2 separate regions of the Arachis hypogaea genome follow, and region 2 is linked to region 1. A link is a contact called in public Hi-C data. All regions are on one chromosome and are shown on one strand. The core of a region is the stretch at or near the end of the contact, and the rest is flanking DNA. Distances in the headings are between cores, read along the strand shown.

Region 1 (6,754 bases), core at 3,107-5,606:
CAGAGTCTCGTGCTGATAACGTGTTGTAGAATAACTAAAATAAATAAGGAAGAGGTAACAAATATAAAATATGAAATATAACTTGATAGCTCTAATAGTAATGTTTACTAGAATTACTATATTAATAGATATATTTAATAATATTGTAATAAAGTATAAGAGGGAGAGAGAATGAAGATTATTTTATTGTTATAATTGTGTGTTACGTAATGAAGTTTAACCTCTATATATACATGTAAGGAGGCTACCTTTTTTCCACTATTATTAAATACAAAGACTTTGGTAACAATGAACTTCAGTATAAAAAAAGTAAGCCATCCATGGTTATTCATTGTTGTTCTTATGGTAACAATTTTGTGTTATTGTCTACTTAGTATTACTCAAATAAATTATGCCAAGAAGTCAAATTTTCTTTTTTTATTAGATGGGTCAACCATAAAGATCACATAGCCTAAAATAGTTAAAAACTTAAAATGATTACATCGTTATAAGTTATAACTTCATAGGATTTGTACATATAGAAAAAAAATTATTGCATGCTTATAACGCATTTAAGGAGATTGTGATCTATCAGTTAATAAGGTGATTATTTTGAATAATAAAAAACAAAAAACTAGAATCGGCGGATAGAGCACATTGCACCTAAATACTCCATCAGCATGCAATAATTTTTCAGCATGAAGCATATTATGCAGATTAAGTCTAGTTTGTTTCATAATTTGACACCATAAGGCATATAAAACCATGCCAATTCTAACTTGCCCTAATTAAAGGGAATCAAGCATAGGAGAATTGTTCTTCTGAATTTGCATGGTGACATTTGGGTCCATTGGCCTTGTTTTGAGGAAATCTGAGTACCATTTAGCAGAGAGTTTGGGTTGCCTACTCAAGCTTGGATCCTTCAAGTCAACGAAATATAGGCCATAGCTGAACTCATATCCACTCAGTAACTCAAATGCATCCAAGAAGGACCATACAAAATACCCTTTTACATTTAAGCCACTCCTTCAAATATGTTTGTCAAGGAAAATTGTCAATTAGCTTTCATTAATCAATTGATAAAGTAGTTTAAATTCAAGCAGAGAAGTACCTCACTGAATCAAGCATGCAACCAATGTATTCTTGCAAGTACTTCACCCTTGGCCAGTCATCCAGCGACGAGTTGCGCGGCGTTTGTTGTCCTGCAAAGGTTGTCTTTAGGCTTTAAAATTTGTAAAGAAATTTGATCTTTAGGGTGCGTTTGGTTTGTATTTTTATTTTCTGTTTTTAAATTTTTATAAAAAGAAAACTGAAGATAGTGAAAATAAAAACAGAAAATGATAATGTAAAGGTAACGCACCCTTAACTTAATCATAAAAAGAATGTATATGCTCAATTGTTCTCGCTTTAAGAAAGAGAGAATTGTACCGTTTTCGTGTATGTAAAGCGGAAAATTGCCATAAGTGTTCTTGAATGAGTCCAGCACCCCTTGCAAACTCCAGGGTGTGATTGGAACCTAATTTCAATTAGCTGTTAGTGCAAACAAATAAGATCCTAATTTAAAAAATAAAAAAAGAAAAGAAAAGAAAAGAAAAGAAAGAGTAGTTCCATGTTCCTGGTTCCTACTAAATTCTTACCTCCTCAAAAGGTGTTCCATCAGGAACTGCCACAACCAAAGAACATTAGTTAGCTAAAGAAACTAACAAATTATACAAATCTTCAGGAACGTGCTGACTTACACCTAAGTATAGAACTAAAGACTGTATGCTGATTTTAATTTCATGATTAATGTAGAAAAACTAATCCATAAATCAGTTTCAGAAACTAAAGTTATAAATTGTTGCCTAATATATATATACATGAGACAGTTTGTAACATTAACATACATATAAGATCGGCTGCCATGTCTGCCATGTAATCTCTATGATCCATTTGCACATTATTCTTGACAAGAAATGAGTAATAAAAGTTTATTCCTAGAAAGTCCATTGAGTCCTTAACCAGATTCGATTCCTTTTTCGTGAAGGAAGGAAGCCTCGAGCGCACGATCTTTTTCATTGTTTCAGGATAGTCCCCAAATATAAAGGGATGTAGATACCTGTAATAACAGATCATACACAAAATCTAATGTAGTAGCAAAGCACCTAATGTAACAATTAATGTAATATTAAAAACTATGAACTTTGTGATATATATAATTAACTAGCTGGTCTAGGATTGTAAGTTTGTAACTTACCACCCATGATAGAAATCTTGAACTCTTTGTGTAGCAGTGATATCTTCACTACTATTTGTTTGTGGAGCAAGACCAACAGTAAGGATATTAAACCCAACAAACCCATTCTGCATCCCCTGCATTTAACACAAATCAAATGAAGATTAGCATTTTGTAGATTTATATGAAGATTAGCATTTTGAAGCATTTACTTCCAACTTTCAAATAATAGAGTAAACTATTATTTTTTACTATGAAAGATTTGAGCGCCGACAGTTTTAACTATGAAAGATATAAATTAACTTGATACTCATAAAAGATTGGTTTAATTAGACAAAACTAGCCAAAGAACTATCCATTTTTTAAAATTTTGTCGAACTAATCTAATCTTTAAAGGTTATCGAGTTAGTTTGTATCTTTCCTGGCTAGAATTGGCAATAGTTTACCCCGGAGAGAATCTCTAAGGCTAATGAAAGAACAAAGCAGAAGGGTGAATGTGGCACATGATAAGCATTTTTAGTACCTTATACTTGTTCCTATACAATCTGGAAGCTGATCCATGTGCTAACAATATATTATGAGTTACCAAATATGGCTCAGTTGAGGAATTTCCTTTAGAGCAGTTAAAGTAAAGGGAAGGAGAACAATGTTGTGGGGGCAACATTCCTAAATCATAGCCGAAAATCGCAAACACATTAGCTTCATTCACTGTGGTCCAATACTTTACTCTGTCACCGAATTCTCTGAAGCACACATCTGCATATTCTGTGAAGTCTTTCCTACAAGCACACATCCTTAGATACATTAACTGATCCAACAATACCATTAACTAGATGGCGACATTGTTATAGAGATATGATCACATCAAGTTTGTGAAGCATACACAATTCTCCGGCTGACCCATCCGCCGTATTCATCCTCCAGTTTTTGTGGAAGGTCCCAGTGGTGTAATGTCACATGTGGTTGAATTCCTACAAGTTGAAGCAAACATCATAAAAAATGTATATATCAGCATTCAGCATATAACTTGAAAGTTTGAAGAAAATCTCTTAGGAATTAATCAAACTATAAATATTGTGAAATCAAGCCTTGAGAATAACCATGGCTTATGAGTTCATTGATAAGGTTGTTGTAATACTGCAATCCCTTGGGATTGATTTCTCCTCTTCCATCTGGTAACACATAAACATGATGGTCAAAATCAAATATAGCATTAATTCCGAGTTCATTGAAAAATTAATGTATTCAAATTAGTGGACGGAGCAGAGTGGAGATATATCATATATCCTCCCTAATCAAACAAAATCCATGTCAATCACAGAAAACTTTTGACATTATTTTAGTTTTAGACATTAATTGAAGAATATCTGATAGACAAAAGTATAGTGACCTTACCAGGAATAAGTCTTGACCAAGATATGGAAAGTCTATAGGCATCTAAGCCCATGTTAGCCATGAGTTGAACATCTTCCTGGAAATTCAATTCATGAATTCAAATCAAAACTCATAAATTCTTCATCTGCACGTGTGTGCCATAGTTCTGTTACTCCATAAAGAGATATATACCTTGTACTTATGATATTGATCACAAGTAATGTCTCCATCACCATCATACAAATTCCCTGAAAATATATTATAGTACACAATAAATAACTAACAAAATATTATCGAAGAAATGACCCATGTTATGATTATGACTATTATATATGTTTCTAAGGACAGTACCATTATCAGAATGGGCAAAAGTATCCCATATGCTAGGCTTTCTTCCATCTTCATTTGCTGCACCTTCAACCTTTAATTTTCACACACAATTATAAATACGTGCATGCAGGTGAAAAATTTAGAAACATCAACAGTTTTCTGGAATCACAAGGGAGAAGAAAAGAACCTGATAAGCTGAAGTTGATGCACCAAAAACAAATTCAGTTGGAAATTCATCTTTGCTCAAGGTATAAACACATGAAGGGAGGACCAGCAGTGCTACAAGAACCTCTGCACATAGTAATAACAACTCTACCTTATCCTTCATGATTATCAAAGGAGATTAAGATTCTTATTGCTGGTTTCTTCAACGGTGTTTTTTTTTTTTTCGCTACACATATTTTGTTGCATTATTTATTTATTCTTATTAGCATCTTAATTACTAAAGGTCAACGTCGTTAAGTGCCTTTTGTTGGTCCCTCCCAATACATATATAAGCTTACATTAATATCTTATTTTTGGAGTAGCTACGTAGATTTCAAGTTTTCTATTGATGCTACGTGTTCATTAGTCTTTGTTCCATGGGCCATGGCTATGATAGTAGAATAAATAATTTAAAAAATTATTCTTATTTGTTCTCCTTAAAAAAAAAAGTGACTTTGTATTTGACCCACGGACGGACCCAATAACAACAATGAGAGGTATTGGGCCTCATTGTGTTTTTTATTTTTATTTTAAAAAAAAATAATTATATATAATATGTCTTTATTTTAAATTTTAAATAATTCTACTATAAATAAATTAAATTTAATTGATTAAAGTCCCAAATTAATTTTTTTATTTCTTTATTATTTTAATTATTATTTAACTTAATTAAATTTAATCTTTTTGTCGTCACTCCTTTATTCCCTTAAACCCTCTTCTTATTTTTATATTTTCAACCTTCTTTTTCTTTTTTTATCTAGTGGTCATCTTCTCTTCATCAATCAAAAGGTAAATTTTAAATTGTCCATGTTTTTTTATATAGCTCTTTATGACTCTATGTATCTTCCAATTTCATTGTTTCTCTTTTTGATATTTTTAATTACAAATTTTAATTCAAACAATTATAATTTAGATATTAATCTAATATTTTATTCTCTTCATGACTTTATATACTTTATTTTATTCTCAATTTATTCATTTTTATTGCTTATTTTTTATTCTATTATATGTATCTATGTTGCATATAAAATTTTAAAATGAATTGATTAATTTACTAATTTAGAATATATTTTTTATTTTTAAAAATAATAATGAAAAATATTGTAATTACAAGACATAATTAAACAAATGCATAAAATCTTTCATCTAACATTATATCAAAATTAAATTAAAAAATATATAACAAATTTAATTATTTTAAAAAGAAAGAAAAAATTATAAATTAAGTTTTTATTATTTTATATAAACATACTTTTCATATGCAGATTTAATTTTTCTAGTATTTATATATAATGTTAATTTTAAATTAATAAATACTAGTGTATCGTTAAGCGCTAATATGCCAATTGATTCAATCTTTTATTATTAAATGTGCATAAAAAAAATTAGTTAGGATACTAAGTTATCTATAATTTAATTAAAATAATTAAGTTTAAGTTTTAGAAATCAAATAAGTGGAACCTATGGTTGGAAAGGAATAGGCAGATTTTTCAGCACACAAGCAAAGGAGTTGACGAAATTATCAACATGTCTTCGAATAGTGCTAACGAGTGGAGCGGTGGAGATCCCTTTAGTCAGGGATGGCTCCAAGTACAGTGGTGTGGGGACAAGCGCCCCCATTACAATTTAGAATTTTTTTTTAGTAGTATATAATAATAATAATATTTATTTGCCCCCATTAGATTATTAAATTTAATCCTACAATAATTTTTTACTCAACTTTTGGTACTTAATCGTCAATTTAAAAATTTTATATTAGATATTCGTTAGAATGATCAATTCTCATATTTAAACGAAATTAGTACGAAATTAATGTTCTTTTTTAAAAAGTAACTCAAAAAAATATTATTTATCTTCTTTTCAAATTAGCTTTAATTTTTGCGTAGCAACTATATTAATTGAAGGAACTTTTTTAACTATAAATATCAATAAGAGTCGGCTTCTAATTGTGTTGGGAAGTGAATTTTTAAATAATTGTTTAGTAATATATATGAAAAGAGAGAAATTTTGATGGTAGTGTTAAGAGAAAAATTACTTAATTTTTTAAAAATATGAAACCTAAAAGTAGAATTTTAAATTATATATTATTATTTAAATTACTATTTTAGTGTTTTAATTTGTATATTAGATATTTTGAAGGCTAATCATATTTTACAATAATAAAATATAATCATAACAATAATCATACTATATGTACATAAAAAATAATTATTTGTATAAAATATAAAATACACATTGAAAATAAGTTATACAATAAATGTATTTATACATAAATATATAGTGGTTAATAGATAATTTAATATTTAATTTTTATATACACATATTGTTTTTATTATAAAAATTATTATCATGTTATATAAATTTTGTCCCCACTATTAAAATTTTCTGGATCCGTCACTGCCTTTAGTTGTTGATGGCTATGCCGGAGATGACAACGGGGACGGATTTGTGTTGTTGTAATTCTTGTTAAGTTTGTTTGTTTTTAGTTTGGGTGATTCTGGTTGCTCCACTTCTATTGTGTTGAGCTATTCGCTTAAAAAAAAAAGTATTTACTAACTCTTTTTAATTTTTATATCTTTATATAATTAATAATGTTCAACAAAATTTATTTTAATATATAAATTTTTATCCCCATTTTTAAAATTTTTTGGA
Region 2 (6,754 bases), core at 1,914-4,413, 230 kb after region 1:
GATTAAATATTTTTCACTGCATTGTGTTGTTTTGATTTAATCTATATCCATTGCTTTCATTTGGATAATTTAGATTGACCTGTTATTTTTTTCTTACTATTTCTGTAGCATGGTTTTGTGTAAGTTCCTCCGAAATTTTTCGGTTCTCTTCTACTTGCTTTTTCTGTTTTTGGTTCATGGTGTTTGTCGGTTTAGTCTTTAGTTTTTGGTTAATTGTCTTCCTTTACGTGTTCTCTATTGTTGCTTTATGTTCCTCTATGGTTATAGTTCCTTCATTTCCTCCCTCAACTTCTTCTACCTCCAGCACTTGAAATCTAGAATTACTTGTGTTTTTGCCCCCTGCTTTATTGGTTCCCGCTCTATTTTTGTTGTCGCCCTCTTTTTCTCATTTTCTTTCTCTTTTTGATCTTTGGACAATCATCTATGGCTCAGAATTATCACTTAGTTGTTTTACAATTTATTTTTCCTTATCCTTTGCTCTATTGTCTTCCTTTTCGTTACTTTCTTCATGTTGGCCATCTTGGTTAGATATAATTCCATATCTTTCTTATTGATTTCTTTCAGTTTCACTCTCTTTTTGTTCCCTTCTCATGATACATTTTTTTTGTCATGGTTTGCTCTTCTGCATAAAAAATATATTTGGTGTAGCTAGGCCTTTATATTTCACTTTAAAGTAAATACCATTAATCATATATTTACCTATTAATGGTTTTGTTAGATCTATCTCTACACAAAGTCTTGCAAACTTTTCTCTGTACGTATTAGTTGTGTTGGTATCCACTTTTACAACCCTTTTCTATAAGTTCTCCTATTTTTTAAGTATATTTCTGTCGTATAACTCAATTAGTAGACCTGAAAGCCTCACCTATGTTGTAATCTTGTCTATAGTAGCCGAAAAAGGGATTAAAATTTGGTTTCCAACATCTCATAACTAGGTAGTGGTCATAGATTTTTCATGGTCCCTCAAAAAGAACATAGTCTAAATCTTTTTGTGAGTAGGATTTAATTAAGTAAAAGTCATGACCAAGTCTATAACATCTATGCTTCTTTTGTCACTCCACATGCTTTCTAACCTTCTTTTCATAACTACATATCCTATTTTCTTCCCACCAATTTAACTAACAATGAATTCTACCAAGGTTTCCAAAGTTTTATGATGGTTTCTTTATATAAGCGCATGTTGTACAACCCCTCATCTACCTTGGTTACCGTGACATCCTTTGGTGCTCGCTATTAGAATCTCCTTTAGGGTCTTCGTCAGAGTTAACTTCCTCCTCTTTTGAGCTCTCTTTCATATCTTTTTCTTCTTTTGATGACCTTGGGTTCTCCTTCTCATCTTCCACTTGACTAATCTTAGGCCCCTTTTTATCGGTTTCAGCAAAAGATATGGAATCCTTCTAAACTCCTATTTTCTTTTTAGATTCTTCATCTACCATCCATGGCTCCTCTCTTGGGACTCTAAAAACTTTATTTGAAAATTTTTTCCTCCCTTTCTAACTTTCTTTTTTCTTCGGTGAAGGAGGTCCAGCTCCTGCTGCGATGTCCTTCATTTTGTTTGTTCACTTGAAGCTTCCATGGAGCTTCTGGAAAAAAGAAAACGGTAACCTGCACGGAGAAAAAACTTGCTTGTAGAGACAAAGACGTTTAGCGTCAAAAAATTTCGTGTTATACTATGGGAAAGTTTTCAAATATAACAGTATATTAGTGTTTCAGTAATTTTTAACTGTTGATCTTAATTATATATATTATATTATATTTTTATAATTAAGATCAACAGTTAAAAATTACTAAAATACTGATATACCGATATACTTAAAAGTTTTTCTATATTATGTGTTATATGGATGTCGGGGATGGAAGCAAGGTTGCTGATAAAAAAGTTGGTTGGGAGAATGTAGAAGCTAATCTTAGGTCAAATGATGTTCTGAAGGCCCAAGTTGTTAAAGTGGAGGCCCAGGTAGGTGTTCAAGTAACTGTTGAAATGAGGGTCCATAAATATTAGTGATGGATAAGTGGTAGATAAAAGTAATCATGAGAAGAATAATGAAGATGTAGATAATGATGATTGAGATTATGAAGTAGATTCAGATCTCTACTTTAGTAACAGTGAAGATAATTTTTATAGAGATGCTCCATTGTTTGATGTTGAGATTACTCTAAGAAAAATGCACCACAAAATAAAGCAGACCAAGAAAACTATGACTGCAATGGTCAATAAGAAGACTGTTGGGGAGAGATTAAGTTATTGTTTAAGTGATGATGAATAGGCTAATAATGATGAGCTAGAAGAGATAGCTAGCGAAGATGATGAAGAAGGGTGTAAAAAGGTCTAGAGGAAATTTCTTGTGCACAAGGAGTTGAAGGATATAAGGCATTATAAGTGAGAGGGTGGGTGGTGGACATATGCAGTGAAGATGGAAAAACGAAGATAGTTGGTAGTTAAAAAAGTGTTAACAATCATCACTCTTATAATTTTGTATTTGAGATTCAACTGATGAAGTTTTAGTGGCTTGCTGAGGTTTTCAAAAAGAAGGTGGAAGAGAATTTTAAGTTATAGTTAAGTACCATCAAAGTAGGATACTTAGCAAGTAGAATGTACATATTTCAAGAAAAAAGGCATTTCAGATTAAGCAAATTGTATTGGTAGACATAAATGAAACTTTTAAAGAGCATGTTAAAGACTTTATGATTTTCATGTTAAGTTACAAATTTAGCTACCTCTAACAAACCAAACTAAGTCTTCTGGAGCATCAATGGCCTTAAATCTACAAGAAGCAAATTAGACATTAAGGATTTAGAGTATGACCTTTCTCTCTTCTTCTTCTTCTTTTTTTTTTCTTAATTCAAATATTTTATTTTTAACAAAAAAGATAAAAAAAAATTGAGAAAAAATATCTTAGCACAATCAATACTTGCCACATTAGACCTTTCATTTGCCAAGTACTAACTTCCGTCATTGATTTACACAATATGAATTGTCAAAGATAAATTTTAAACTAATTAAAATTTAGGAACAAAATTAAATATTAAAGATACTTTTCAAATTTTTAACAAACATCAGAAACAAAATTTAAATTGAATTCTCATGCATATAGGTGTAACATGAACCCTTTTTTTTTTGTCTTGATTATAACAAGAACTCAATCTGCATTTTAGATCCCACATGGGTTTAGTTAAGGCCCACTGGACAACCAAGAAAGAAGAGAGACCTCAACATTCCGCCTTCTCTGACAAAATCCAAACATGGTTTCAGCCCAGTTAAAATGATTGTGCATTTTTGTTTTTTGTGTTTTAATTTATAAAAGGGACAGAATTGAAGATACCATTTCCACCCTATTAAAAAAAAATGACATTGAAATATGAAGCAAATCCAAATGGACGGAAAACTGACTATGGCCATTAGGTCAAATATATTTTTCAAGCAACAACGTAATGACATTTTCACGAAAATGCTATGCTATTTCTGTTACATAATTACATTTGCACTATTTAACTTTTTTCTTTCTTTTCATTAATACCCAATTATCGTTTTGATGTCGAAGTGAAAAATTGGTAGGAGTATTGGTTAATGATTACTCTTTGATTGGCTTAATGTTTGTTTTCAGCTTTCATTGTTTAGGGCCAACACCCAATTAGATTTCGTTTTGTTGATTAAGGATTGTTTAGTGATATTTGTGATTACACACATTGTTAATTGTCAATTTTAAGGTCGTTTCATGGGACGTCAATTTGTAGTTGTAAGATGTGATCTTCAAATTTTCATATTGTAACCATTGTGTGCATAATCATGTTGTAATGTCCATTTCCCAATTGCAATTTTTTCTAAAGCTATGATCCTAGGTAGCCTTTCACCAATGAAATTGTTATACTCTTGCGTTTGAGCCTTCACTATTATATTAGCTAGGGTTGGTTCATTGCTGCATTGCTACTTTTCTAGCTGCTGGAAGCAAAACTTTTCATGCTCTCCATATATTCTTTTTACAAGAAGTGATTAGATTACCTTTTTTTTTCTCTTTTTTAAATTTCTTTTTGTCACTACTAAATAAAGTGTAACTTCTATTAATAATTAAGACTGCATTTGCTTCCTGTCTTAGAATAGTAGAAAAATAGAAACATGTATATAAAAATTATCTTTGTATTATATTTGGTTAGGATGAACAAAGACATTTTAAGATTTATATTTTAAAGAAATAACATAGCAGTTGAGGCTTTAATTTAGTGATAAACTTTTGTGTATAAGGTGTTGCATCCGAATTTGAAGCTTAGCTAAGTCAAGTAGTGGATGAGAACCTTTAAATATCTTTGCGTTTGCGTGTGTAAGTATAGAATATATGTTAAAATACAAAAATACATATTAACAATAAATTAATGTATTTATATATAAATATATGGTGATTGATTTAATATATATTAAAAAGCAAAGATACGTTAGGAAGATAATTTTATTAACTCTTTTATTAATCAGTCCACTTCTTTTTCTCTTTCAATTTGTGTTGTTCGCAAGGTGGAAGGGAATAAAATTTGTGTCTCTTGTGTTGAACAACCAAAGTCTTCTGTCTTTCCGTGTTCCTATCCTTACTATTCTTAGACAATGATCAAAATACATCCTAAATAATGTAGAATACACTCTATTTGAACATGAAAAATCACAAATTTGAATATTAAAAGAAAATCTAAAACAGCTCACACTTCACACCTCAATTCGTTAAACGATGATCTTCATGATTAGAAATCTTCCTAAAATGAATAAATTTATACGTGGCTTATTTTGTTGGTACTACTTGATTTTATATAAATGGAATATAATATAATATGGATTGCATTTGCATGCATTTCACTCCTACTAATTGATTGGAGAGAGGGCACTTAATGAAAGGACACAACATCTTGTCAATGATTTTAGTATATTTCACCCATCTAGAATATATTTTTCATGGTATTTGACAGGAGTCCATAGTCCATAAATCAGTATTTATTCCGTAATAATATTGTGGAATCATTTGTTTTGTTTATTTATTTAATTTTTTAATTTTTCTAAAAGATTAAGAAATCATTACGAGTAAAAATTGCAATTTATTTGTTACAAAATATAAAATAATTTTTATATGACAATGTTTAGACTTTTTTACATATTTAAACAAAAAAAAGTAATAATGTATTTTCTCTATCGGAAGATTATTGATGTAAATACTAAATGTCATCTTTTTATTATTAGTAAATCGCACTGGCTAATTAAGTTTTACTAGCTAAAACGCAAATCACATTGAAGATGTGTGATCTAACACCTTTTATATTGTTAGTAAATTTATTTGTTAATATGTAAAAAGTAAAAAGTCAATGCGATTTACATGTAAAAAGGGAAAAAGAAAAGAGCCTCTGGGATTTACTTGGTAAAATTAAAAAGGACAGAGTCATTTCGATTTATATGGAGTAGCAAATAAGTGATAGCATAAGATGAACCATTGCGATTTATATGAACTTTGATTCTTATGAAAATAAAAGAGCAAACGTGCTCATACGAGTCATTTTCATTATTCTTTTCATATGGTAGATAATTGTTTTGCAATCGCTTACCACAATATTGAAACTACAGAAACAATGGACAGAACAACCTTTGTAACAATAATACGCTCTGACAGATCTGCACCAAACGAACAAATTAAATCGTCTTTATTTAATTTATACAATGTGAATGATCAACTTGCAACGACGGAACCTGGCCCACCACAGCCACCAAATTATACATGAAGCTTTCATGTAAGTAACTATGTTGTAAAGGATGTCATTTGAGACGAGAAGGATGAAGAGCCACTGGATATTTTATATGACACTGCTGGTAATGGGAAAGTGACATCAAATTCTACTCTTGAAACATTAATATCCAAGTTATTTATTCAAATTGAATCTTAGTGACGCAAGTATTAGAAAATATAATAGATATATATTATTAATGTAAAAATAGGACCAAAAAATTAAAAACATTATTGTCGACAGTTAGGCTATCGGTAAAAGTATAATATAAAATTGATAAAAATTATCATTTGATTTTACTGATGATTTAAGTGTCAGAAAAAATTAATTTATTTTTTTCAAATTTTAATTTTGATAATATTTATTATCGATATTCCAAACGTCATTATTATTAATTAATACTGTCAATAGTATTTATAAAAAATTACCAACAAGACTTTTACATGTGATTTTTTCTATTGACTATTTAGTCATCGATAAAAGTGATTACCGACAATTTAACCTATGATAAGGCTGTGGGTAATAATCTAGTTTTTGTAGTGGTTATTCTTGTTTATTTTTTTAAAAATTATTTTTTTTGAAGTAAAGCTCAACACATGAAGTGGAGCATAGTCAACACAGAATAAAATAAAAGACAAAACAGCAAGCAAGGAGTAAAATATATCCCCATGTCAGTTTCGGCATTGCCATCAACAATCAAAGGGATTCACACATAGCCACTCCTTGTTACTCAGAGAGTACATGTTGATAATCTCCTCCACTCCTTTTCCCTTATTCTGAAAGAGTCTTCTATTTCTTTCCAACCACAAATTCTAGATAATCGCGCAAAAGCTCACCATCCATACCTTACATTCTGCCTTTCTATTTGAATTCTCAGTCCAACTTAGGAAATGCTCCTTCAACGTACCCGGACAAGACCATTTTCTACCAGCATATGATAGCCATGCACACCAAACTTGTGCCAAGAAAAACTACAGCCTAGAAATAAGTGGTGACCAGACTC

The links. A called contact is a pair of places that touch in the nucleus more often than the background predicts.
Region 2: a Hi-C map of leaf shows a contact between it and region 1, with 4 times the contacts expected there. The contact joins the enhancer-like site here to the promoter of LOC112797052 in region 1. A contact is called at or near these places in 4 of 8 Hi-C or Micro-C datasets (leaf and an unstated tissue).

What each region holds. Positions count from the first base shown.
Region 1 is chr4:100,344,420-100,351,173 of arahy.Tifrunner.gnm2.J5K5, forward strand. It overlaps LOC112797052 (beta-glucosidase 10), which reads right to left and starts at 4,357. Exons shown (of 13, transcript XM_025839804.3): 1 at 4,086-4,357; 2 at 3,920-3,989; 3 at 3,761-3,816; 4 at 3,590-3,665; 5 at 3,295-3,366; 6 at 3,078-3,165; 7 at 2,718-2,973; 8 at 2,216-2,331; 9 at 1,866-2,077; 10 at 1,617-1,642; 11 at 1,408-1,495; 12 at 1,091-1,181; 13 at 390-1,005. The coding sequence starts at 4,226. The coding sequence ends at 768.
Region 2 is chr4:100,576,483-100,583,236 of arahy.Tifrunner.gnm2.J5K5, forward strand. No RefSeq gene overlaps it. Among protein-coding and RNA genes, the nearest start is that of LOC140184458, 40 kb to the left of the region's middle. Within about 2 kb of position 3,164, at least 2 of the 3 cell types and tissues checked have open chromatin away from gene starts, as enhancers often do.